4 separate regions of the Mus musculus genome follow, and all the other regions are linked to region 3. The links are chromatin contacts, called in public HiChIP or PLAC-seq, Micro-C and promoter capture Hi-C maps. All regions are on one chromosome and are shown on one strand. The core of a region is the stretch at or near the end of the contact, and the rest is flanking DNA. Distances in the headings are between cores, read along the strand shown. Region 1 holds the start of Nptx1 (neuronal pentraxin 1). Region 2 overlaps Gm11767 (a long non-coding RNA gene). Region 3 holds the start of Cbx2 (chromobox 2). Region 4 holds the start of Engase (endo-beta-N-acetylglucosaminidase).

Evidence for each region. Promoter capture Hi-C pulls out the DNA fragments that hold promoters and counts their contacts. Hi-C and Micro-C count contacts between places; a contact is called where the count stands out from the background. HiChIP or PLAC-seq counts read pairs in DNA pulled down with a chosen protein or histone mark.
Region 1: a Micro-C map of embryonic stem cells shows a contact between it and region 3, with 3 times the contacts expected there. The contact joins the promoter of Nptx1 here to the promoter of Cbx2 in region 3. A contact is called at or near these places in 1 of 39 promoter capture datasets (embryonic stem cells), 10 of 484 Hi-C or Micro-C datasets (embryonic stem cells, stem cell-derived epiblast-like cells and stem cell-derived neural progenitor cells) and 5 of 115 datasets of contacts at active chromatin or transcription factors (all in embryonic stem cells).
Region 2: a contact with region 3 is called in a FOXA1 HiChIP or PLAC-seq map of pancreatic cancer cells. The contact joins the enhancer-like site here to the promoter of Cbx2 in region 3. A contact is called at or near these places in 1 of 39 promoter capture datasets (liver), 2 of 115 datasets of contacts at active chromatin or transcription factors (embryonic hindbrain and pancreatic cancer cells) and 1 of 9 other capture datasets (embryonic stem cells).
Region 4: a promoter capture Hi-C map of neural stem cells shows a contact between it and region 3. The contact joins the promoter of Engase here to the promoter of Cbx2 in region 3. A contact is called at or near these places in 3 of 39 promoter capture datasets (the HPC-7 cell line, hippocampal neurons and neural stem cells) and 3 of 115 datasets of contacts at active chromatin or transcription factors (embryonic forebrain, embryonic hindbrain and forebrain).

The regions. Positions count from the first base shown.
Region 1 is chr11:119,546,442-119,552,470 of GRCm38.p6, reverse strand. Nptx1 (neuronal pentraxin 1) reads left to right here and starts at 4,651. Exons shown (of 5, transcript NM_008730.2): 1 at 4,651-5,325; 2 at 5,612-5,819. The coding sequence starts at 4,882. Gm11762 (predicted gene 11762) reads right to left here and starts at 3,841. Exons shown (of 4, transcript NR_045099.1): 1 at 2,709-3,841.
Region 2 is chr11:119,930,545-119,936,668 of GRCm38.p6, reverse strand. Gm11767 (a long non-coding RNA gene) reads left to right here. Exons shown (of 5, transcript XR_001780400.2): 4 at 1-1,041; 5 at 2,480-3,659. Among named protein-coding and RNA genes, the nearest start is that of Baiap2, 9.5 kb to the left of the region's middle. Within about 2 kb of position 3,273, at least 142 of the 459 cell types and tissues checked have an H3K27ac peak or open chromatin away from gene starts, as enhancers often do. A contact at or near this core is called in pancreatic cancer cells, where this site is marked.
Region 3 is chr11:119,021,579-119,027,903 of GRCm38.p6, reverse strand. It overlaps Cbx2 (chromobox 2), which reads right to left and starts at 4,883. Exons shown (of 5, transcript NM_007623.3): 1 at 4,724-4,883; 2 at 4,603-4,646; 3 at 3,664-3,729; 4 at 1,349-1,454; 5 at 1-5. The coding sequence starts at 4,795. It overlaps Gm35829 (a long non-coding RNA gene), which reads left to right and starts at 4,065. Exons shown (of 3, transcript XR_389218.4): 1 at 4,065-4,631.
Region 4 is chr11:118,472,293-118,478,436 of GRCm38.p6, reverse strand. Engase (endo-beta-N-acetylglucosaminidase) reads right to left here and starts at 1,605. Exons shown (of 14, transcript NM_172573.3): 1 at 1,333-1,605. The coding sequence starts at 1,451.

The DNA.
Region 1 (6,029 bases), core at 3,402-5,901, 520 kb before region 3:
GCCAAAGCATGCCTTAACCAGCCAGGAGAGGAGATACAGAGGGAAGACTGGAGAAAGGACAGCCAGGGGCTGGCAAGGGTTCAGCAGTTAGGAATGCTTGTTACCAGACCTAAGTATGTGCATGTGTGTGTGCATGTGTGTGTGCATGTGTGTGTGCATGTGTGTGTGTTTATGAATGTGTGTTCACACCCGCATATGTGTGTGTGCACAGGTGCATGTGTGTATGTGCACATACGTGTGTGTATGCTTGAGCATATGTGTGTGTTCATGTGTGTGCATGTGTAGGTGAGTGCGTTGTGTGTGTGTGTTTATGAATGTGTGTTCACACCTGCATATGTGTGTGCGCACAGGTGCAAATGTCTATGTGCACATGCATGTGTGTATGTGTGTGTGCTTGAGCATATGTGTGTGCATGTGTACATGTGTTTCTTGCATGTGTCTTTGTGCATATGTATGTGTACATATGCACACATGGCTACAACTGCCCTGGGGGGGGGGCATGAATGAGATGGTGGGGTTCCTGGACCTGGAGTTATAGGCAGCTGTGAACTACTCACTCGTGAGTTCTAGGACAGCCAGGGCTACACAGAGAAACCCTGTCTCAAAAAAACAAAAAACAAAAAAACAAACAACAACAACAACAAAAAAGTACAACTTCTTGCCACAGACACGCCCATGAAGAGGACAGAGGGCTAGACCTTTTCCAGCACTCCCAGGGAGCAGGTTCCCTACATGCCACATGCCAGTGGGTGAGACTCTGTCAGGAGAGTGACTCTGAGGCACAGGTGGGCTGAGGCTGTGACTCAGAGGCCTGTGAGGCTGGCTGCTGTCAGAGCCTCCCCACCCCTCAGTCCCAAGGGGAAGGAAAAATTTCACAGGTCCTGACTGTGTCTTCAAGGCTCAGCTTCCTATAAGAAGCCGGGCTGCTGTTTGTGGATACTGTTTCTCTAACCTTGTGTGAGGGGTACAGTCACACAGAGAGTGTTAGTGGTGCCAGCACCGGCCTGGAGGAGAAACAGAATACATGCAGTGCCCCAGCAACCGGAGTGCTGAAGAGACTTAGCCCCAAAAGCACAGGAATGGGGAGGGGGGTAAGGAAAACACCAGCACTCTCTCCTCCTATGCAGGGTAGTCCCTACTCAAACAGCATCTATGGCAGACACAGCGTGTCCCCTGAAAGGGTTTGTTGGCACGTGGCCAAGTTGCCCTGTGTCCCAATGGCTAATGAGACTCTGTACTTCTCTCCTTGGGAAGGGACTGAAAGGCTTCCCTCTACCCACTCCCAGGTTCCCCTTGCAGGGCTGGCTTTACTAAAGCACAAAGTGCTTCATGCTAGAGGGTCTCAGAAGCAAGGGTGTGGGGAGGCTGGTGCCCCTGTCAGAGGAAAGGCTGTGGGGAGGCTGGCGCCCGTCTGGCACTGTTTCAGACCCACCTGTCACCTACACATGTCAGCCTCCAGGAAGCTCTGTGCATATGGGGCTGGTCCTGATGGTAATGCCAGATGCCTGCCCTGCTCATAACCATGGCTCTGCTGCAGGGTGGGGCTTGGGTGTACCCGTGTGAGCTCCCACTCTCCAGTGGGTAAAGGCCCTGATGGGCATTGCTGTCCTCAGAGTACTGTGTGACTTCCCTGTGTAGTCTTCCTGAGAACACCCACCCTTTCCACTCTGGCACCAAATATCAGCTTGCAAACAGAATTTACCTCGTACTCACAGGCCTACACCGTGCGAGGACTGCTCCCTCCCCCAGTGTTATGCTGAACCCGGGCCAGCTGACTGTTCAGTCTTCAGCAAGTCTGGTTAACAAAGCCATCATCCAGGCTTAAATTATATAAAATTATAATGAAATAATTATAATAAAAACTAAGTATTCTAAACGCATCATTTCCTCAGTATTTTAGACATCTCTGTTCTGCAGGTATCAATGGGATTTGCATGGGTGTGGTGAAAATGCACTACAGCTCTGTGTGAGACCAAGGCTTCCCAGGCTTAGGTGCTGTGCTGTGTCCACAGACTGAGTATTTACCCCACTCTTCCGCTCAACTTCAGGCTCTGCGATGTGGTGCCCATGTCAGGCACAGAGACATGCCTGCAGTCATATAAGTAGCCAGTGGAGCACCCACCTACCAACTTCCTGGGTTTCCCCTCTGATGGCTTTTCTTTGCCCCAGACCCTCTGGGCTACCAGTCAAAACAATGAGAAGCAGAGCCAACTTTATAATGACCAGGGTAGACTCTCCCTACCTAGGATCCTGAGAACCCTCTGGAATGGATTTAAAGAGGGTAGAGGCCTCTTCCAGTGTGTTTGCTCACATGGGCTGGGCAGTTTAGCAATGGTGGTCGAATGGACTGTATCCTTGACTGTCTTCCCTGCTCCCTGCTCCCTGCTCCCTGCTCCCTGCTCCCTGCTCCCTGCTCCCTGCTCCCTGCTCCCTGCTCCCTGCTCCCTGCTCCCTGCTCCCTGCACCCTGCTCCCTGCTCCAGGCTACACAGATCCCAAAGGTCTTGCCACCTCTGGACCTGAGCGCAGGACCCTTTCTTCCCTTTGAGCCCCGCCCCCTCCCATCATCCTCCGTCAAAAGGTGAGGCACCATCAGCGCCCACATGTGACAGTACCAAAGTCACCTAGGTCTTCTGGATGATAAAAATCGGACCCTTGGGCCGCTCCTGGGGCTCAAGATACACTAAGCGCCCAGCTCCCTCTACACACCTGCGGGGGAAGGGACAGGCTGGTCTCCTGCGCCCACGCACTCTGAGCGGGGATAGCCTCGCCGCAGGGCCAGGCCAGGAACTGCTTCGCGTTAGACGCGTGGGGGGAGGCGCCGCCGGGGCCGAAGCGCTAGGTCTGCGCGGGGTCCCCGCATCCGTCCGCGCTAGGTTGGGAGTTGGGGGCAGACGTCGCCCAGCAGCGCAGCGCCCCGGGTTGGGGGGTAATTCCTAGTTCTGCCGGTGTACGTCCCACGCAGAACGGCGGGAGGCTAGTTCTGAGACCCCAGCGGAACCTAGGGGGCACCCAGATGCGAGACGCTGCGTTCCTGCGTTCTGTACCTGACGGTGGACCCGCCGGAGCGGGAGCCCCGCACTCCCTCTCTGCACCACAGCCGCGTCCTGACTGCGGGGTCCCTCTGGCGCCCGGAAGCGGCGGCCCAGCGACGCTCCTGTCGTGTAGGGGCCACGGCAGCTCGCAGCACGGACTCGGGATGGTTAAATGCCGAGAAGAGAAACACAGGCAGTGGGGCGCCCCTGGGGCTCGGGGCTGGGAGGAGGCGTCGGAGAAGACCTGGATAGTGGCTTCCCTGCCAATCTGGCTTCTACCTTCACCACCGGTGATGCCCACCGGAGAGTGGCATCCTCTGTCCGAAGGCTGCCAGTGGGTCCCGGACTGGCGCCTCACAGTCCGGACCTAGTCTGGTCCATCGCAGACCCGTAAAAGGAGTGAGGCAACCGAATGCTTGACTGGAAGGTCTATGGGGCGAACCCAGCCAGCCTGTAGTTGGGCTTTTCCAGTCATTTAAAACCCGATGTGGGTTCTCCCCGCCTTCGTTTTCTTTTCAACATAATTGGATCTTGGGCGAGTTCCCAGGTCCGATTCTGACTCCGACGTGGGGCTGCAGCCCAGACCCTTGTCCAGAGTCCCCAGAGGCATTGAAACCTGGACTGGAATCCCAGCCGGCAGTGCTGCTATCCAGAAAAAAAGGAGGTATGGGTGTGCAGGTGGCTGGGTAAGGTGTCTGTAGGAAAAGGGTAAAGAGGTGCGAACCCCTGTAGATGCGAAGTCGCTGCCCACCTCTGAAACCCCTCCTCCAAAGTCCAGGGGCGCGAGGAATGGGCTAGACGGGGTTTCAAGTGGACCGGTAAACCCAACGCTCACATACACCTACAAAGGGACACACAGACACGCCCAGAGCGGTAAGGGAAGAAGCTCCCCCAGGGGCCCCTTTTGAGTGGCCAGCCAGCTTCTGGGGCGCCACCTGCCTGGAACTAGGCTGGCTTGGATGGCAGGAAGGGTTTGATCCACAGATCCGAGAAGGCCTTAGCCCTGACGAGTGCATAGTGCGGGCTCTCGTTTCCGGGGGCGGGGGACATTATTAGGTCTACAATCCTCAGGAGTTGGAAGAAGGGGAATACAGTAGGGCGGGGAGCCAGGGCGTGGGGGATCCCCAGACTCAGAGTGCTCCGTGGCTTTCAGCCACAAATGTCCATGAATCATTGTTCGGCCTCGCGACCCCTTTTCTGGACCTCAGCGAGCTGAACGCAGGGGACACCGACGTTGACTATTTAGGAAGAAGAGGGCTGCGAGCGCATGGAGCCCGAACCACACGGGCGCTTAGTGTGGAGCAAGCGAACCGAGCTTGTCTTGTGGCCATTCTTCTTTTCCGAGCCCCGTTGGAGATTAGGGGTATTGGGCAGGTGCCCCACCATCTAATCCAGGCCCACGGCCGATCTCCTTCTTGGCCCTGTATTCTGGTAGTCTTCGGGGAAGCGGCGCGGGCCCAGGCGGGGGCGTGCGTGCGGAGGCGGTGGGAGGGGGCGGTGGCGGATCCGGGAGGGACGAGATGGGGAGGGCCGAGGTAGCTCCAGCCGCGCTCCCGTGCGACCCCCGCGGCGCCGCGGGGCCGGTCCGCACACAATTAAAGCGGGATTCCTCCCCCGCTGACGTCGGCGGCGCCGAGGCCCCTCCCGCGGCTGCATAAAAGGCGCGGGCTCCGCAGCGCAGGCGGCAGTGGGGGCCGAGGAGCGCGGCCGAGAAGACTGTGCGGCGTAGAAGCGCGGTGCTAGAGCGCGGGCCGCCTGCGGAGCGACTGCCCCAGCCAGCCCGATCCCGGTCTCAGCCCGATCCCCACCGGAGCCGAGCGGCCCCGGTGCTCCAAGTGTCCGGAGCCATGCTGGCCGGCCGCGCCGCACGCACCTGTGCGCTGCTCGCCCTCTGCCTCCTGGGCAGTGGGGCCCAAGATTTCGGGCCGACCCGCTTCATCTGCACTTCGGTGCCGGTGGATGCAGACATGTGTGCCGCGTCCGTGGCTGCGGGCGGCGCGGAGGAGCTTCGGAGCAACGTGCTGCAGCTCCGCGAGACCGTGCTGCAGCAGAAGGAGACCATCCTCAGCCAGAAGGAGACCATCAGGGAGCTGACCACCAAGCTTGGCCGCTGCGAGAGCCAGAGCACCCTGGACTCGGGTCCCGGCGAGGCCAGGTCGGGAGGCGGCCGCAAGCAGCCTGGCTCGGGCAAGAACACGATGGGCGACCTGTCCCGGACGCCGGCCGCGGAGACGCTCAGCCAACTCGGGCAAACTTTGCAATCTCTCAAAACCCGACTGGAGAACCTCGAGGTCCGCGTGAGCTGCGGTTTCCCCTCCGTGTTATGCGCCCTTCTGCCCTCGCCCACCCCATCCCGACCCGGTCCGGCACCCCCGTCCCCCCTTCCTTGCCTCTTCGGCGCGCTGATGCCTGACCGGCGCCTCTCGAACCCTGCGGGGCACCGAGGGCTGCCACTCGCTGGAGCTTCCCTCCAGGCCACCCCCGCAATCGCCCCAGGGACCGCGTCGCGGGCCTTCGCGCACGGTCCGGGCTGCACGCCTAACGGTGTGGTTTTCCCCTGCCCTTATGCCCCCGCAGCAGTACAGCCGCCTCAATTCTTCCAGCCAAACCAACAGCCTCAAGGATCTGCTGCAGAGCAAGATCGATGACCTGGAGCGGCAGGTGCTGTCTCGGGTGAACACTCTGGAGGAGGGGAAAGGGGGCCCCAAGAACGACACAGAGGAAAGGGCCAAGATCGAGAGCGCCTTGACCTCCCTACACCAACGGATCAGCGAGCTGGAGAAAGGTAAGGGCTCAGGGGAACGTGCTGCATGCTCTCCAGAGACAGCCTGCCTGGGTCCTGCTCCCTGCCCTGGCCTCTTGTCCCGGCCCCACTCTGTAATCCCTCCCCAGTTAGGGCTTCCTGCCCAGTTCCTAGGCTGGAGATACCTCTCCAGGGACGCAGCAGAGCTTAAGAAGGGATTGTACAGTACAGTCAGGACACTCGCAGGATTTT
Region 2 (6,124 bases), core at 2,024-4,523, 910 kb before region 3:
GGAATGATTTTGAGGGAACTGGTCAAGAGCTGAGGTAGAGCCAGTTCCAGGAGGAATGCCTGCACCTGGAAGGAAGCAGCAGGACTGCCTAAGGCACTGGCCAGATTCCCACACCAGCCTCTGCCTCTTCCCCACCAGGCAGAGAAAAGGAAGGGTGCCGCTTCCACCCAGAGCCACCTGCAAGGCCTGCCAGGCAGGGCCTTTCTAACATGGAGAGCGTGAAGAAGAGCCGGGACAGTGAGCCTGGCACGTCTGGTCAGACAGGAAGATGACTGTGAGGAAAACTGGTGGAGTGCTAAGTTGGGAATGTCATTTCTCCAGCAGGCTCACTTCTCTCAAGGTTGAGAGACAGAGATGTTTGTAGAGTAGTGTAGGAAACTATCTGTCCCCCACCCTAGCCCCCGTCCCTGCCTGGAAACCATGACTCTAAAAGAATATGCGAGACATTTCACCCCCTATCCAACCAAAGGTCGGCTGTACAACCTTTCCAAATGTCACTCCAACCACTGCTGGCAGAACCCCGGAGATGCCAAGCACCTCGGTTCTGCTGTCGACTCTCACCCCAAGCTGCAGGGGGGTTTTGTTTGTTTTGTTTTTTGTCTTTTTTGTTTTTCTGCAGGAGCTAACGAAATTCTTTGTGCACAGCCTGAGGAGTTGGCTTTCTGAGCCTTGGAGCTGCTGGTGTGGGACTCTGGTGTTTTTCCTGCCTTCCTGGGCTCCAAGACATCCTAAGGAGAAAACCCCATGCTCAGACACTTAGGCAGGACAGTTCCAGGACACTGGGATTAAGCGGTGGTACCCGGCAGTTTCCTCAGACAGGTCGGGGCACTGCATCCACTGCTGCTGTTAACCCGGGAGGTCCAGCGCCTGGCTCCTGGGGGTCCAGCTTGGCTGCCTTTTCCTAGGCCCCCCTCAGGCCTTGGCTCTTACAATAGACTGCCACTTCTGGGACCCTTGCCTGAGTCTGGCTTCATCTTTCTGAGGGTTCCCTTCACTGCCCCCTGGTGGCACATCCAAGAAAGAAGCCCTGCCACTGGACAGGTGAGGGTGGCTGGCAGAAGTAGAGGTGCGCACAGCAGGAGGCGAAGGGCCAGCAGGGGAGTGCAGGGTTGTGTGGTTTGTGAGACCAGGCTGTACCTAGGAAGGGAGAAATGCAGCAATAGCATGCCCTGTCTCCCGAGGAAAGGGAAAACTCCTCCCTTCAGGTAGAGGAGACAGAGGAAGCCGGTAGCTGCCTGGAGAGGGGACATAGGGGCAGCTCGTGCATCTATAAGGCCCGTGCTCCTGGGAAATACTGCTTCATGATGTCTTCATAGCACCCAGCGACATCTGCCTACCAACTTCAAAGTCTTTTTTTTTCTTTTTCCCCTGGGTGTTTTGTTGTTGCTGTTTTGGATTTTGTTGGATTGGTTTGTTCCTCTTGTTTTTTTTTTTTTTTTTTAAGAGGCTCTCATGTAGCCCAAACTGGCCTCAAACTTACGGTGTGGTTGAACTTCTTCATCCTCCCGTTGCTAGGAGCGGGAGTTCTGGGCTTGAAAGTTTGCTGTGAGGCGGAGACAAACACTGTCTCGCTGAGCCACATGCTCAGCCCAGAACTGAACTTGCAAGGAGCTGGCTGCCATCTTACACTCTCTTTAGGGATCCAGGAGGCTGCCAGCTTCCCTAGCTCCTCCTCAACACGCCTTTCCCCCTGTTAATTTCAACCATAGCCAGCCTGGTGAGCATGTGACAGCTGCTGAGTTTAGTTCTGGTTTCCCTGGTGGCTGATGAGGAGTCTGTCAGCCCCTTCCTTCCTGGGTCTCTGTTGTCCATGACGATGATGATGATGATGACGACTGATTTTATTCCATTGAGAACTTCACACGTGAACACTAAACATACATGACTCCTAACACATACATACATGAACACTGAACATACATGACCCCTAATTCTTGCTCCTTCCAACTCAACTCCTCCCCCCACATTCATGACCTTTAATCACCATTGTTACATATTTAATGTGTACATAAACATATGCACACACATAATAACCCACTAGGTCCATTCTGCTTTGATTATACATATATACGTCCCTGCTGACCTCTTGGAACTGGCCAAGAGTCTTCTCTTTTTAAAAAAGAGCCACAGCCTCTACCCCAGAGAGCTATGTGGGAAGGAGATTGTGGGTGCCCGGAGACAACCGGCTTGCACCTGGCCACAGCTCGCAATCTTCACTCTTGATGAAGCATGACAGATGCCCACTGACACAGACACATGAGTGAGGTGAGGGAAAGTCCCCACCTGCTCCTTACAGACACCTGTGAGAGCCCAGGCACGGACAGGGCCATTCCCTGCAGCTGACAGCACCCCAGGACTGAGGGGTGGAGTAGCTGAGCCTCACTCACAGGGTGCTGGAAGGGGAACAGTGACCCTGGGCAGGGTGGGTGTCCCCAGTTACAGGCCTGATGATGGGGTAGTACACACCTCCTTCCCATAGGTAGCAACTATGCCTGCTGTACCTGGCAAGAACGGGCTTGTTGAAGAGCCACAGAAGCTAACCCTGCTCTGCTCTGCGCTGCTCTGCTCTGAGGACCAGCACCTTCATACCCCACTACCACCCTCCCTCCGTAGCCCTTGCTAACCTGGGGTTGCTGCTCTCACCACATCCTGCACAGAGCCTCCCACACGTCATTGTCCCTGTAAGCAAGGGATCTTAGGCTGTCCTGCCTTGGGGGACTCCCACACTAGTGAGGTCAGAGGGCAGCTTGCCCAAGTTCATTCCCTCCTACCATTGGAGTCCCAGTCAGACTCAAGGCCTCCCACCACTGGCCCAGCAGAAAGTTGTGTGTGTGTTTGAGACCTGGTCTCTGTGTAGCCCTGGCTATCCTGGAACTTGCTATGTAGACCAGGCTGGCTTCGAATTCAGAGATCCACCCATCCCTGTCTCCAGTGCTGGAATGAAAAATGAGCACCACCATGCCCAGTAGAGTCTCCGCTCTCATCTTGTCAAATGTCCCTGAGATCTCGAGCTGAAATGAGGACAGTATAAACTAATTCTAAGCACTTGTCACAAAAGCAAGGGTGGTGGCAGTCAGAGGCTGAGTAACAGGGCGTGGGGCTGGCAGCAGGGTGCAGGGCCAGCATCCTCGAGAAGTGCCTTTCCTGCAGGGTTGTGGCTCAGGTAGTCATTCCCAAGAACTCATTGGCTCTAGGCTTTGAGCCCCTGGCAGGCACTTAGAGGGGAGGAAATGCCTGTGGCTAGCTCAGGCTGGGCCAAGGGAGTTTCCACCATCCCTCCCAGTTCCAGCAGCAGTGAGATCCCAGGGCCTCTGGCCACATTGGGCCACAACAGCAGCTTCATTCCTAGGCGACGGTCTGAGTCACCATCTGTGGGCTCTGGCTCCTCACCAGCTGGGCTTGCAGCCTTAAGTTTGCCACAGTTTGGCCTCAGCTGAGTCTCCATCACCACTTCGGCCATTTTTCTCTGCTGTTTCCTTTCTTTAAGCAGAAATGTGATGCAAATGGGTTCCAGGTCTGTGCCTGCTGTCACCCGCACACACTTCCAGGGCTGATGTCATGGGTTAGATTCTGGTGGTGCCAGGTCAGAGGCCCCCCACACACTATCACTTGTTGGCCACTGCAGGGCTTTGCAAATAAAGTTTTGGTTTTTTACTGTCTTTAAAATGTTCAATTTATGTATAGGAGTATTTCCCTTGCATGTATGTGTGTGCACCACAAGAGTGCCTGGTGCCCTCAGAGGTCAGAAAAGGGCATTAGATTCTCTAGACACACGGGGTCCTGGGAACTGAACCTGGGTCCTCTGCAAGAGCAACATGTGCTCTTAACTGCTGAGCCATCTCTCCAGTCCCTGTTTGTTTTTGAGACAGCCCAGGCTGGCCTCATAATCACTACAGAGTCAAGGATGACCTTGATCTGGTCCTCCTACCTCTGCCTCTTGAATGCTGGGATCACACTTGGGGCTGGGAATAGGGCTCACTTTGCACGCTGAGCCAGCTCCCCGGGCCCTGTAAGTGAAATTGACTTAGAGTCCGGCCATGCCTGTGCACACTTCTTCCTGTCACTGCAGAGTTCAGACACGCAGGCCACAACTCCCAGAGCATTCTTTTCAATAGGGACATTGATGCTCTAGCTTCCCCCACCCCCCCACCCCCGCAGGAAGCCGCTGGCCACCTCACACCAAGCCTGAGGCACTGAACTGACTGGAGGGGTGGCGGGATTTGCTTCAGCTGCCCCTGGTTGGCTTCTGTTTCTAGGACCCATCCTCCAGGCTTCCAGCTGTGGACACACTGAGAACCCCTGCCTGTGTCTCCTGCTCTGGAAACCCCCGGCCCTCTGCTCTGCTCTGTTCTCCACAGTTGCTGCCAGCTCTTTACCACCTCCCACCACTGGGAAGGGAAGCTCGGCAACCTTGAAGCACAGGCTGGTCCTCCGGTTGCCACTCTTGTGTGTCTTCTTCGGTTTTGAGACAGGATCTGATTTATAGTCCAGGCTGTCCTCAAAACCACAGGGATCCGGTCGCCTTTGCCCACCCTCCCCACCCCACAGCGCTCGGATTAAAGGTGTGTGTCACCATGTTCAGCCTAGTCCCCACTCTTGTCAAATGCCTCTCAAACCTTAGGCTTGTCATTAAACCCAGTGTGACAAAACTTGGCAAGTGCCAGCTGCAGATGGTCAGCCCTGCTCTCTGCTGTCCGCCCCTCTGGAATCCTAACCCTGCCGGCCATCGCTGTTGCTTCCGCTGCTCTCTGCTGCTTTTGTAGAGACGATGCTTACACCTTTGTGTGCTTTGATCGTTCTCAGAGCATTGATTTTCCTTAAGTGACTCCATCTGATGTGGAAGTGAAGTCAGTTTCCTGTGCTTAACTTTTTTCTTGTTCTTGTTCTTTTTTTTTTTTTTTTAAAGCCAGGGTGTCTTGGTTACTTTTCTATCCCTTTGATAAAATGCCATTACCCCGAGGCAGCATTAAGGAAAGAAAAGCTTTTGTGCCAGTTGTAGCGGCACACATCTTTAATCCCAGCACTTGGGAAGCAGAGGCAAGTCCGTCCTTCTGAGTCTATATAGTGTAGAGTTAACAGAACAGTCAGGGCTTCATAGTGAGACCCTGTCTAAATCACCATCTATTTCATATAATTTAATTATATATTACATATAATTTATTATATAATGGGTGGTTATTATTGAACTTATGGTTTTAGAAGGCCATGACAATGCAATGAAATGAAGACCTCGTGGCAGGAACATCTGAGAGAATTCACGTCTTGTACCACAAGTAGAAGGTAGAGAGAACACACTGGGAACTTCAAAGCCCACTCCCAGTGACACACCCCCTCAAACAAGGCCACACCTCCCAATCCTTCCCAAACAGTTCCACCAACTGGGATCCAAGAATTCAAACATTTGACCCCATGAGGGCCAGTCTCATTCAGACCACCACATTCTACCCCCTGGCCTCCCTCCAGGCATGGGGCCATATCACTGCATTTAGTCTCACTTAGAAAGTCCCCACACTCTCCCAGTTTCAACACTGTTTAAAGGTCCAAAGACTTCTGAGACTCAAGCCAATCCCTTAACAGTAACTGTGAACTCAAAAGGCAAATCCCATTCTTCCAACACATAATGGCACAGACTACTACACATTACTGTTCCAAAAGGGAGGGAAAGGGACTCTGGTGAAATACCCAGAGCAAGACTGAAACTCAGCAGGGTAACAACACCATGTCTGGTGTCGGAAGACTTGGGCGGCCCCACCAGTCCAGCTTTGCTGACTTCCAGATACATCTTTTTTTGTTTGTTTTCGAGACAGGGTTTCCTGGAACTCACTTTGTAGACTAGACTGGCCTCAAACTCAGAAATCTGCCTGCCTCTGCCTCCCGAGTGCTGGGATTAAAGGTGCGCACCACCATGCCTGGCCAGATACATCTTTTAAGCTGATTCCACTTCCTGCCAGCAGTTCCCAGCAGGCACCTCTACTCTCACACCCCTACCACCTGGGATCTCTGACAGCCCAGGCTTTACTTCTGCTTCGTGCAATGGCCTCTCAGGGCCTTCCTGTGGGAACTGCCCTGCCACATGTTGCCCGGCCTCAGTAGCTCTCCTTAGAGAATTCCACAACCCCTTCAC
Region 3 (6,325 bases), core at 3,634-6,133:
GGTTCCTGAAACGGCAAGTAAGCTGGAATCAACGCCTGCCCAGGCAGCACCAGGCATCCCGCTGCCACGGCACCAGGGCCCTCCAGACCCCAGCAGCCAGGAAGGAATGACCGATGACCATGCTTGTGGAGAAGGGCGAAACCCGTTCAGTGGTAAGCACAATTATAGGTAAACTGGCCTCTGTGCGTAGAGAGAATTGTATGGATGCATCATCTGTCAATTAAAAGGCCTATGGCCAAAGGCTAGGGTGAGAGAGAGGATTCTGGGATGGAACCGGGAGGGAGATTAGCCTTTGCCAGGATGATGTAATGAGTCGGAGGCATGGCACCTGAGCACAGGTAACCTGCCACATGGCAGAATGAAGATTAGTATAAACGGGTTATTTTAAATTCTGAAAAGAGCCTAGCTATATGACCAAGGATTTGGAAATACATATTGAACCTGCGTCTTACTTCTGGGAGCTTGGGGTGGGAAGGAAGAACCAGGCCCTGACTTCAACAGCCATGTTTCTCTTGTCAGCCCTGGTGTTAAAGATCTCTTCTGCTTCTCTGGTCCTCATGTGGCCTGTGGGACCAGCATCTCCCACAGTAGCTTTATGGGGATGACACCACTGCTCTAGCTCCAATAGGGGCTGATCCCATCAATCCCATCAAACCCTGGGGCCCTACGCTTCCCCAGTAGGCCCCCGAGCATCCTCCGGCTAGGAGGGAAGATGTTAGAGCCAGGGACTAGGGAACGAAGCCCAAGTAATGAACAAAGGCACAGCCAAGCCTAAGGCCAGAACCACTTCCCTCTCCTACCTCTGAACTGTCATGAGGAGGGAAGGCAGGAGGGAAGATACCAAGGCCCACTGGTGTGTGGAAGGCCGCCTGTCTGTCATCACAGTAAGGAGGGCCAACAGGACATCCTGAGAAGGTCTCAGCATAGCATCTCTGCCTCTGCCCCTATTTCCTGGCTTGTCTATCAGCTCTGCATGGCCCAGTCCAAATGGCCCAAATTGTCCTGTTGGTCCACAACTCCTAGACAAACCTATAAACACTTACTGCACGCTGGCTTCCCTGATGGAGTGTCTCCAAGGCGAGAGGGAGCTGTGCATGGTCTAACAAGGCTGCAGCTGCTATCCGGGAGGACAGAGCGCAGAATGGGCTTGTGCTGGGAGAAGCAGCACCTGAGGAGGCCCCAGGGTAGCAAGAACATGGCTCTCGGTTGCCTGTTGCTGTGGAGGCCTGAAGGAGCAACAAGAAAGAGGCGTGCCTACCTCAACAGCTCCCCTGAAGAACTTCTGCCTAGAGCAGCACAGGTGGGTGAGGAGCCAGGAGGAGACCAGGCAAAGCCTCGAGCAACTCACCTTGAGCTTGGAGCGCCGGCTGCAGGAGGATGTGACTGTGTGTTTCCTCGGCCTGCCCCTGGGTCTCTTGCCTCTCTTCCGGTTCTGAACCTCCTTCTCATGTTCCCTGGAGACACACCGCCAATCAGCTTTGAGAAGCCCTGCTTGCAAACCCTTCTCTGGCTTCAGCCTCCACCCTCCGTTCCCAAGGGATCCCCACTGCCGGTCTAGCTTGCAGTAGCTTATCATCCACTCTGCAGCCAAAGCCTGATCCCATTCGTCAGACAGCCGTGGGCAGAGGTCCAGGCACCGGCTTAGGGGGCTGGCCCACACCGTCCTTGCAGTCAGCATTTCAGAACAAAGCTGGGAAGCCTCTCATTATTTTTCATTAAGAAAACTTTCTGTGGGTGAAGACCCCCACGGAAATCCCAGCACGCATATCCTCAAACAGCCTTTGGGATGTTACGGGTCTAACCTGGTTGTTTTCACAAAGCACAGAGCCCACAAAGCCTGCTTTCCAGTATGTACCAAGCGCAGGAAACCCTCTATGATCTGCTAGCCTAGGGGCTGAGGACTCCAGTGTGGCTTCTCAGGGCCAACTTGCTTATGTCACCCCGTCCCTGCAGAGCTCATACACCTCCAGAAGTCTGTTCTTAATGGGAGGGGTGATTAGCAGGCTCCCAGCAGCCATGCCTCAAAGCCTGCACCTCTACAGCCCAGGGGTAGGTCCACACACTCAAGAGCCCCTGTCAGCCTCTTACGGAAGCTCAGCTTTCAGGTTACCCATTCTTGTGACCAAAACCTGGTGCCATGGTTTGGGAAGTAAAGATGCAAGCTTCGAAGCCCAACGACCTGAGTTTGACTCTCAGAACCCATATGGTTAAAACAGAGAAATAGGGGGCTGGAGAGTCAGTTCAGCAGTTAAGAGCACTGGCTGCTCTCCCAGAAGACCTGGGTTCAACTTCCAGTGCACACACAGGGCAGCTCGCAACTGTCTGACCTCCAGCTCCAAGGGATCTGACGCCCTCACACAGACATAAACGCAGGCAAGACACCCATGCACACAAACTAAGAATAATCATTAAAACGGTTATCGAGAACAATCCCTACAGGCTTTCCCCTTGACCATCACACAGGCCTGGCCACATGCACGGGTCCCCTCCCCTAAGCAAACAGACAAATGTGAAACACAATATAGCCAAACACCATTTCCATGGAGCCCTGGACCGTGATCTCAAAAAGAAACAGACTGGACCTCCAGGAATACCCCGAGGCTCAAACCCCCTTGGTTCTCCAACTCCCCAGATCAATTTCAAGGAGCATTTCATGGCTCTGCTGAGCTGGACACCTGATTCTCCATTGTGGCTCTGACTTCTCTTTAACACAGCATCTCCTCACTGACAGCCAGAAGTTAACAGCCAGCTCCTAGTGTCCAGAGCATGTGCTTCCTCCCACTGCATATCCCTTTGCCTCAGGATCATGCTTCACCAGCCAAGCTGGTTTCCCATCTGCTCAAGTGCCCCACCCCCACCCCCAGCTTCTCCAGGAGCAGCAGCTGCAGGTTTGTATGAGTAGCACCTGGCCCAAGGGTGCCACCTCAATCACAGAGAAACATACCAGCTCTACACAGTGCCAAGCTGGCTCCTGTGAGGACCAAGCCATCAGTCTAACAGGCGAGGATGTTGCTTGCTATCTATCCATCCGTTTCCAAAGGAATCCGAGCAGGCTCAAGCACTCACACATCCTGCCAAAACTTATCCCTTTCCCACTCCTGTAACACTGAGAAACACAGGCTGGGCTACCAGAGAACAAGCTCGCTCGACTGACCTCAGCTGGGGAGGTTTCTGAGCAGACATTCATCTGCTTTATGGACAGAGGCATTGCAGAGGGAAGGTGCCGGTGAAACCCACCTCCCTGTCCCCCAGCCCAACATGCCCTTCCCAACACCATCTCACAGGATCCTTATCTCAATGAGTCGTGCCCCCCCCCCCACCCCGAGGCGGGACGTAAGAACTGTAATTACAGAAGTGACCTCAGCACTTTCAAGGCTTGGGCAAAACATCAAACACATGACTTTGCACTCTGGGCCCTCCCTCTCCTGCACCATGGCACACGCACACCGTGGCAGGGGCAGAGGTGTGCTTTTTACAACAAGCTTCCAGCTTCAAGTGCTATTAGTGCCGACCAAAAGCTACTCCACAGAAAAGGCCAAGAGAAACCAGAGGCTGTCTGTGAGGCCTTAAAGTGCTCCACCACAGGCTTCCCCACACCACAGCCCCAGGCCACTGTGTCACCAGCCAATTCCACCCAACTCTCCCCTCCTCCAGAGTTCTCACTTCTTCTGGAAGGCTAGGAGCAGCCTCGGGTCCAAAATGTTCTCTTCTGGCTCCCAGCTGTTGTGTCTGGAAAAGCAAAGCAAAGGGGGGTGGGCGGGCTGGTGAGCAGCATCCAGGTGGGCTGCCGGGGACAGCTCCCACAGCCCCGCTGGGACAAGGGGCACTGCGGCAGAGGCTGTCCTCTGAGGTCTTAGAAGTCCTTAAAGTTAGTTAGCATCCCAGCCTCAAACCCACAGGCAAACTGCCACCTCAAACCCCAGCAGGCCAGGAGAGGACTCGACAGTCTACACTGGGAGGAAAACAAACCCCAACAAAGAGCAAAGCTGCCGAGGGAATCCCCTGGGCCTGGCCCGGAGCCAGGGAGGGGAGGGAAGGCAGGTAGGGGAGGGGGAGCCGGGGGGCACAGACGGAACAAAGTGGAGGATACCACCGAGAGCGCGGGCAGGGCACCGGGTTTGGGGAGTGGTATCTGGAGGGGATGGGGCTCAGGAAGGAGGGTGGCGGGGCAGCTACAAAGGAAGCCCTTTCCGGAGAAGGCCGGGTCCCCGTCCCTCATTGAGAAGAAAGCAAGCTCGGGCCGGGGGTAGGAGTAGGTGGGGGAGCCCTCCCACCAGTAGGAAGCTCAGGTTACAGCAGGATAACTTGGGCAAGGGGAGGGGGCCCGCGTCCCGCGCCAGCCGCGGCCAGCTCCTGGGCGGGGGCGCATGCAACAAATGGGCGCCAGAAGCGCGCGGCGCGGAGGCGGGCCGGGCTCCAGGGACTCGGGGCTGGAGGCCGCCCTGCTCGCTCCCCGTGGGCTCGTAAACAAAGGGCAGCGCCAGTCGGCCAGAGTCCTCTGGGTCCCGAGGCACAGGACTTCCCGCCCGGGCCTGCGATGCGAGGGTTCCCACCCAGGCCGGGAGGCGCGCGCGGGAAGGCGGCCGCGCACCGGAGACTCACTTGGAGGACCAGCCGCGCCACTTGACCAGGTACTCCAGCTTGCCCTGCGGAGAGATAAGAGCGGGCGGTTAGCCCCGCAGAGCGCCAGGCGCACGCGGGGAGCGGGCGGGGGCTCACGCACCTTGCGGAGCCGCTTGCTCAGGATGCACTCGGCGGCGAAGACCTGCTCGCCCACGCTGCTCAGCTCCTCCATGCCGCCGCCCGCCGCGGCCCGCGCCCCGCAGACCCCGGCTCACTGCTGCACACAAAGCGCCGCCCCCGCCGCGCCCCGCCCCGCGCACGCGCGCCGGAGTCGCCCGCGCTGCTCTACCCGCAGCCGCCGGGCCAATAGGCGCGCCGGGCGCGCGGGGCGGGGCGCGCATTGTTCGTGGTAGCCGCGGCGGGGACCAGTCCGTGGGGTTGGGCGCTCTCTGCACTGTGTCGGGAGGCTGCGTGCTCCGGGAATCCTGGGGTCCGGCCGCTCCGGATCGCAGGTCCCTGCGGAAAGCTATTGTTTGGCCAGAGGGCGGCGAAGCGGGGAGCACGCGGCGCTTCTTGCCCCCGCCAGTGAGGGGCGCTGCTCCCCACTAGTCCTCTACCAGTCAGGGGTACAAAAAGAGTGGAAAAGTACGGGGTTCGGGAGGGGACACCGAAAAAGGAGCCTCGAAACTCTACTTAAGGTTGTAGATGAAAAATTCAGGTCACTGGAAGAAGACTGAACTCCGAACTCTTAACTAAAGAGTTGTGAAAATGGGACCTAGTTCCCCGACTTTTAGTACGCGCGTGGGGACACAACCAACTTGATTTTTTTCTTAGTTTATTTCACGATTTTGGTGACGTCGACGTGGGCCAGAGGGATCGGTGTGCAGACTTGGGTGTAACTGGATTCTTGTCACTGCTTGCTAGCTCTGCTAGTAAAGTCCTTTGGATCAATTTCCAGGGGTGGCCCCGGTCCTCCCAGGTCGCCATGGCTTAGGCGCCCTACCCATTTATTTTCCCGCTCAGACATAAATTCCGTTGAACAGTCTCCTTTGTAAGTTTTGAAGCGAGTCAAGCACATGATGAAAGAAGCGTTCTCTCATTTAATAAAGCAGAATCCAATGAAAATTCGCTTTCTGGTTTTGCCTCTTTCTTGAACAGGCTGCGAATCCAAAGTCACACCTTTGTAGGACCTTGTCTTCACGTAACCGTGAACCTATTTATGAAGGAGTAATATCTTTTGGTTGTAAAGCTTTCTGCCCTAAGAAACGAATATCGGGAAACCACTGGGTTTTAGGGTATTCTTCAGTTTAGTTGGTTGGTTAAATCTGCTTTGGAAAGAGCTCGCAGCTGTTTGCAGAGGGGGCAGGGAAAGAGACATTTTTTTTCCTTCTTTTTTCCTTCTTGAGAGCGCAATGATTGCTCATTTAGGTGCTTGGTGCAGTAGTGGATGAAGCAAGGGGGAAGAGAGCCGCTGAAGTCTCCCAGACAGCTCTTTTTGTCCCTGTTCAGATCAGCTGGGCAGTAAATGGTTGCGCTGTACAAAGGTGTGCTTATTGTAATCCTATAAATAGCTGGATCCATTTCAACTGCTGCTTGCGCTTCGGGATTCTATGGGGTGTCACATTTACTGTTAGAATCTGCCCACTATTCCCTTTCTGGAACAGGGTATACCAACACAGTTGCTTACTTATTTTTTAAGAGCAAAGAACTTTAAAAATACAGTTCTTTCTTGTTTGGCGAGAAGTAGCCAAGAACCTAATAT
Region 4 (6,144 bases), core at 356-2,855, 550 kb after region 3:
CCACAGGCCTTCTCTGGCCAAGGGATATGGTCTTCGAGTACCAGCAAAATCACCGCCCCCTTCCCCCCCCCCATCTTCAGCAACTGAATAATACAAGGAATAACTACATTGGCTTCATGAAGTTGCAAAGTCTGAGTACAGCAAAATCAGAAACTGTTCATTTGTTAATATGTTTCAAAGTATCCTTTAAAGAGTAGTGAGGTGACACTATAGTAGCCATTTAGGTACACAGTTATCCAAGCTGGCATCCTTAAAAGCCCCCAGGGCCTGAGGCCATCAGGAATGACTTGAGCTCCCTCCTCAGGTTCTGCCATCAATCACACTGTCCCTCTGTAAGTAAACTGAGGAGCCTTTGGAACTGCGGGGATGGCCAGACAGTAGCAGGCTAAAATGGAGACGTCATCTTTTTCTTGTGGTGCTAGGGGCTCAAACCCAGAACTTCCTACATCCTAGGCAAGTGCTCTGCCATGAATCTCTCTCAAGACCTTCCATTTTAATTTTTGCGATGTGGCCTCACTACACCAGGTTGGGGCCTCAAACTTGTGATCCTCTTGCCTCACCCCATCAAGGAGTTGGAATTAAAGGCCTGTGTCATCAGGCCATGCAAAACACCCGCCTTTGAAATCTCACCACCAAATACTCCTCTTCCAGATGGCGCCCCCCTGGCTGACTCCTTTATCCTTCAGCTGCACCCAAAGGAACTCAAAGTCATCCCGTCTGCCCATGCCCACCTGTCACCTGAATGTCCCTCCAGTAAGAAGGAAAAGGACCTCTTAGGATGGCTTCTACCCACAAATACCTTTCCCGTCGGTCAGCAACCATCCTAAAGTCTGAATAGCCCATCTGTCTCACTGCTGTGGGTTTAAAAACGAAGCAGGACACATCAAGTTTGTGCTGATACCTTTCCCAGTGTCCCACCGACCACGGGGTTACAACCCTGGACCAGGGGGGTATGTCTGTCCACTTCTTTGCCTTTGTGCCTTTGCTCATTCTGATCCACCTAGTACAGTCCTCGTCCCTAAAGATTCAGTTCAAATATTACACGAACAGAAAGCCATCCATGTTCGGGATTGCCTAATCTATAGGGCCAAAGGAAGGTGCAGTAGCCTTGGCGCCAGACTGCCAGAACGAGATCCCGATGGGCTGGGACAGGGTCCGTCATAGGTTAGGAACAAGGGAGCTGCTAACTTGCTCGGGTGGCCCGTCTGCGACCGGGGATAGAAGGATGGAGGGACGTAGGTTTGTCCGCAAGCGACAGACAGTGTCGCGCTGCACGACAGGCAGCATGGCCACCCCAAGCCCAGACCTGGAGCTCAGCCCAGCCGTGCGCACCTCCGCCCCTGCCTCCGCCGCCCCGGCCTCCGCTCCGTCTGGTCCCGCGCCTGCTTCTCCGGGGCCGCGGGGCTCCGCTGCCTTGCAGCTCCCCGGGTCAGCACCGACGAGGTCTCCATGACTGTCAGCGACTGCCGACCGCTAAGCCCTCCAGACACTGCTCCAACAGCCAATCGCAAGCCTGGGCCTGCCCCTGCCGCAGCTCTCAGCCAATGGTGAGTGTGCAGCGCCGCGGTTGGCTCGCACCGAGTTCCGGCTAGGATCTGTCCACGTTCTGCAAGCGGCGGGTGTAGAGCCTGAGTTAAATAACCGGAGAGACGGGGCGGGACCTGATGGGCGGGGTCTAGGAGAAAGGCGGGGCTGCGTGGATCCTGAGCCCAAGGTTCTGAGACCCAAAAAAGTGTTATTTAGAGTTAGCCACGAAGTTTTCTTTCCAGACGAATGAAACAATCTGCCAGCGACAACCAAGTCGGTACACGTTAGCAATGAGCCCTGGAACTGGGCCACAGAGACTGGTGGCCTAGCTTCCCTGGGTCCCTGGCTCCTTGGATCCCTGGATTCCTGGATGGGATCTAATATTACAGGCACCTGTAATATTCTGCTTTTTTTAAGAAATTAAAATATAATTACATGTTTCCCTTCCCTTTCCTCCCTCCAATAGTTCCTGTGTACCTCATCCAATCTCTCTCAAATTCATGATTTTTACTTCTTTAATGTTTGTCATCTACGTGTGTGTATATATAAACACAACCTGTTCGGTCCCTTTAATGTTACTTGTATGCAAATGTTTTCAGGGCTGACCGTTTGGAATTGGATAACCAACACAGGCTGACGATTGTCTTTTCTTACTAATGAACAAAAGAAAGAGGTGTTATAACCAGCTTGAGGCAGGGCTCCATGGGATGCTATAGCCAGGTACGATGGGAAACCTAGGAGTAAAGGCAGGTGGAGAGATGGGGGCAGTGCTGCTGACCTGGAGGGACTGTTTCCATCTGTCCTGTAGGGTGGTCAGCATGGTGAGCATGGATAGTTTTCCCCTGAATGCATTCTTCTTACTCTTAAGCCTGTGTTCTGCAGGAAATAAATCCTCTCAAGTATTCAGGGTCCAGGAAGCTGCATCTGCCAGAGGGCACCTCCCACAGTACCTGGGCACAGAAGAGATTCACAGTAACCTTGATGGTCCTGTGTTCAGAGCGGTGAGCAGAAATGCCAGAAGACGAGGAAATGGCTTCTCCTCCCTGAGCCCAATACCCCTCTGCAGCTTGCAGCTTCTGGCCCCACAGCAGCTTGCCCAAGCCAAGTTCTCTGGGCCTCTTTATTACTGTTTACAGGCTTTGAGCTTTATGAGGCCCCAAGCATCCATAAACGCCAAGGGTGGGGATGGTGACTAAGGTGGTTGAATATAGGCCCTGGTTACATTGCCTGTTGGCCAGTCGGCCAGGGAAGGGACGCTGGGGAGCAGGACACTCTGATCTGTGGGACACAGTTGGCAGGACACCTCTTCCCACTGACCCAGGGTGGGGAGGGAAGCTCTGTGTGGGGCTGCGACAGAGAGAAGGTAGCAGGTCACAAGCCCAAACACAGTCATCTACTATAACGCCTTGTGGAGCAAACACAACTATCTTGAAAGCTGTGTAGATCGTCCCTCCACCTCCCAACTCCCTGCCTCTGTACTCTAGGTGCCCCCCCTCCAAGACCTGTGCATCTAGGACAGGGTCATGAGTGGAAAAGAAGAACTGGTTGAATTCTCAGTTTAGGGTCTGATGACCTGACCCCCAACTCCCCACTCCTTCTACAAGGGCATGATGATAGGCCAGTCTTGTGAAAGTATCGTGAGCGGGGGATCAATTTAGATGACGATAGTTGTGTCATGCCCAGAGGACAGCATCCCATAACACAGCCTAACACTGTCTCGCCCTTTCCCTCTCAGTCCCCATAATGCTCCAAAGACCAGAAGAAGGAGAAGCATGGAAACTGAGGGCCAGTGTGGAAGGCCAAGAGTCTGTTGCTCTGAGCGAGCACTGCACTTCTCTTGCCTTGCTTCCTGCTGGCTGCCGGGCGCGGGAGAGGCTCTGATGCTTGGAATTGTGGCTGCCACCTGAGCCTGTGAGAGTGTACAGGATGGTAGGACAGAAGCAGCCTCCTGGATCTTCCATAGAGTAGACACAGCTTCAACCTGGACCACTTCACGCAGGCTCTCCCGGGAGCAAAGGTGCTTAACTGAGCCCAGCACATCCTGTCTGTGATAGTGACTGGATCTAAGATGATGTATGAACAACAGTTTCTGGAAAGAAGCTGCATTTTATAAGCTGGTTAACCGGTTAGAACTTCCTTGATTATTGAGAGTTTGGAATGTTGCAGACCTAGGGTCTAATCACAGATTATCTGACCTATCTTGGCCCCTGGAATAGCCTCTGTCCTTCTCTCTGGGACCTAATGTCCTGTGACTATTAGCTAAATCCTTTAGAATGTACAAACAGGCCCTCTGGGTTCCACCAACCCCAGAGCTAAGAATGTCACCATATAGCATGGGAGACCTATAGCACAGATGTTCTTATTGTGCTGAACGCACTTCCCTGATGTTTCCAACAGTGTTTGGAAGGTGTCTTGATCTATGACTTCCTTTGTTCTCTTACTACAAAAACTCCATGAAACTGCTACCACACTGAGACATGGAATTTGGGGTGACCTAAATTTGTTCCCAGCCCATGATCATTCTTATCTGGCTCCAGAAATAGCATTTTGCATCCCCCAGTGAGGTGAGGGCTGTTGTTAAAAACAGATAACACTGGAGTTGCAGATAGCCCCAGGACTAATTACATTTGATGTTAATTCCATTCTCCTCTGAGGGGCTGCCAACAAGGAGTGAGTCAGCACTCGGGTGATTTCTAGTAAACCTGCTTCCCACCTTAATTTGTAAAATAAAGGAGAGCTGATGATTGGGCAGATAAAGGGAAGGTGAAGTAGAAGTGGGGGAGAGAGAAGAGGATAAAATGGAAGAGGAAGAGGACACAGAGGAGAAGGAAGTAGAAAAGTGGAGCAGAAGCACATGGCCTGGAGAAACCGCAAGTTCTAAGGGGGCCCCCTTAATAGATGGGGAAGATGGTAATGTAGTGGTAGATCTGCCCAGTCGAGGCGCACAGCTTGGATTCCTATTAATTGAGTTGTGTCTTTATTGCCTGGACTTTCTTGGGTTGGAGATTTACCGCAACAACCTTCATAGATCAACAAGGGCCAGCGACTGCCTTTTCTCATTAATCATCAAAAGAAGGAAAGAGGTTGTTGGCCTCTCTGCTTAGATGGGAAGATGTCCTAGGACTCAGAAGCCCAGAAACCACCCAGCTCTGAGGTGGGGCGGTGTCCCAGTGGAGGGGCATTCTTGAGTCACAGGCGCTCAGGAACCACAGACGGCTGAGAGGAGGCCTCTTTAGCAAAGGTGGTGCAGCTCCTAGGAGAGGGTCTCCACTGCTGAGCTCAGGAGCTCAGAGCCTCAGCCCCGCTCCTTCTGTTCCCTTTCTCCCTTCTTCCCTTCGTTGCTTATTGTCTTCTTCGGATGGAAATTATATCAGGAAGCAAATCTCATAAAAGAGATTTATTGGAGAGTCCATCCAGGGTGTGGAGGGACAAATCCAGCTGTGGCTGCCTATGCTCCCAGGAGGGAACAGAAGCAGCAGAGAATTGGACAAAGCACAGTGCTTAGATAGAGGTTTTGGAAAGGTGGAGCTTTCTAGGATGGAGATTTCCAGGGTGTGTATTGGTGGAATTTCAAGTCCTGAGCTTGGGGGAGCTCAGGGATTGGTGGGTTTTCCTATTCAGGGATTGGTGGCTTTTGTTCAGACTTTTCACCTAAAATTAGCATAATCTGGGGAGGGTCCTGTTGAAGGGTTAGAGATGACCTTTCTGACAGTTATGACAGTTAGGGAGGTCTTGATGGGGGCCTGGCTGCTGGTACTGGGGTGTAGGGAGTGGGCTGGCCACTTTCCTGCCTTGAGAGTTTACAAAGTTTACAAAATATGTACAAAGTTTCCAAAGGGAGTCCTCTACAGCCACTTGAGTGGTGTGAATATCTCACAGAGGTGTTATAACCAGCTTCAGGTGGGGCTTGAGAAAGAATCTCAACTACAGTGGGAAATCTAGGAAGCACAGGCAGGTCCCGGAGGAGATGGGAGGAATCCTGGAGAGTGACACTGTCCTTGAGGAATTGCTCCCATCAAGTTTAACTGTATCCGTTAGGGCTAACTGTATCTGTTGGGGCTAACAACTGTATCTGTTTCTTGACTCATCCTGACAAACACAGCCAATGGAAATATTGTAAGTCAGGAATACATTTAGGGGGCTGAAGGATGGGCATGGGTGGGTCCAGTGCTTGCTGGGAAAGTAGAAAGATCTAGGTTTGGATCCCCAACGCCATGTAGAGAGGATGAGTGTGCTGGCTAGTGGCTATGATCACAGTGCCAGGAGGCAGAGGCAGGGCATCCTGGGCTCACTCGTTCTCATAGCCAGACAGTGAGCAACCTTGTCTCAAAGTATAAGTGGAGGGGTTGGAAGGATGGTTCAACTGTTAAGAGTGCTTGCGGGGTGGTGGGGAGGGCTGGAGAGATGGCTCCGAGGTTAAGAGCACTGATTGCTCTTCTGGAGGCCCTGAGTTCAGTTCCCAGCAACCACATAGTGGCTCTCAACCATCTGTAATAGGACCCAATGTTCTCTTCTGATCTGTCTGAAGACAGTGATGGTGTACTCACTACCAAAAAAAAAAAAAAAAAAAAAATCAATAAATCTTTTTTAAAAAGTGCTTGCTGCTCCTCCAGAGGA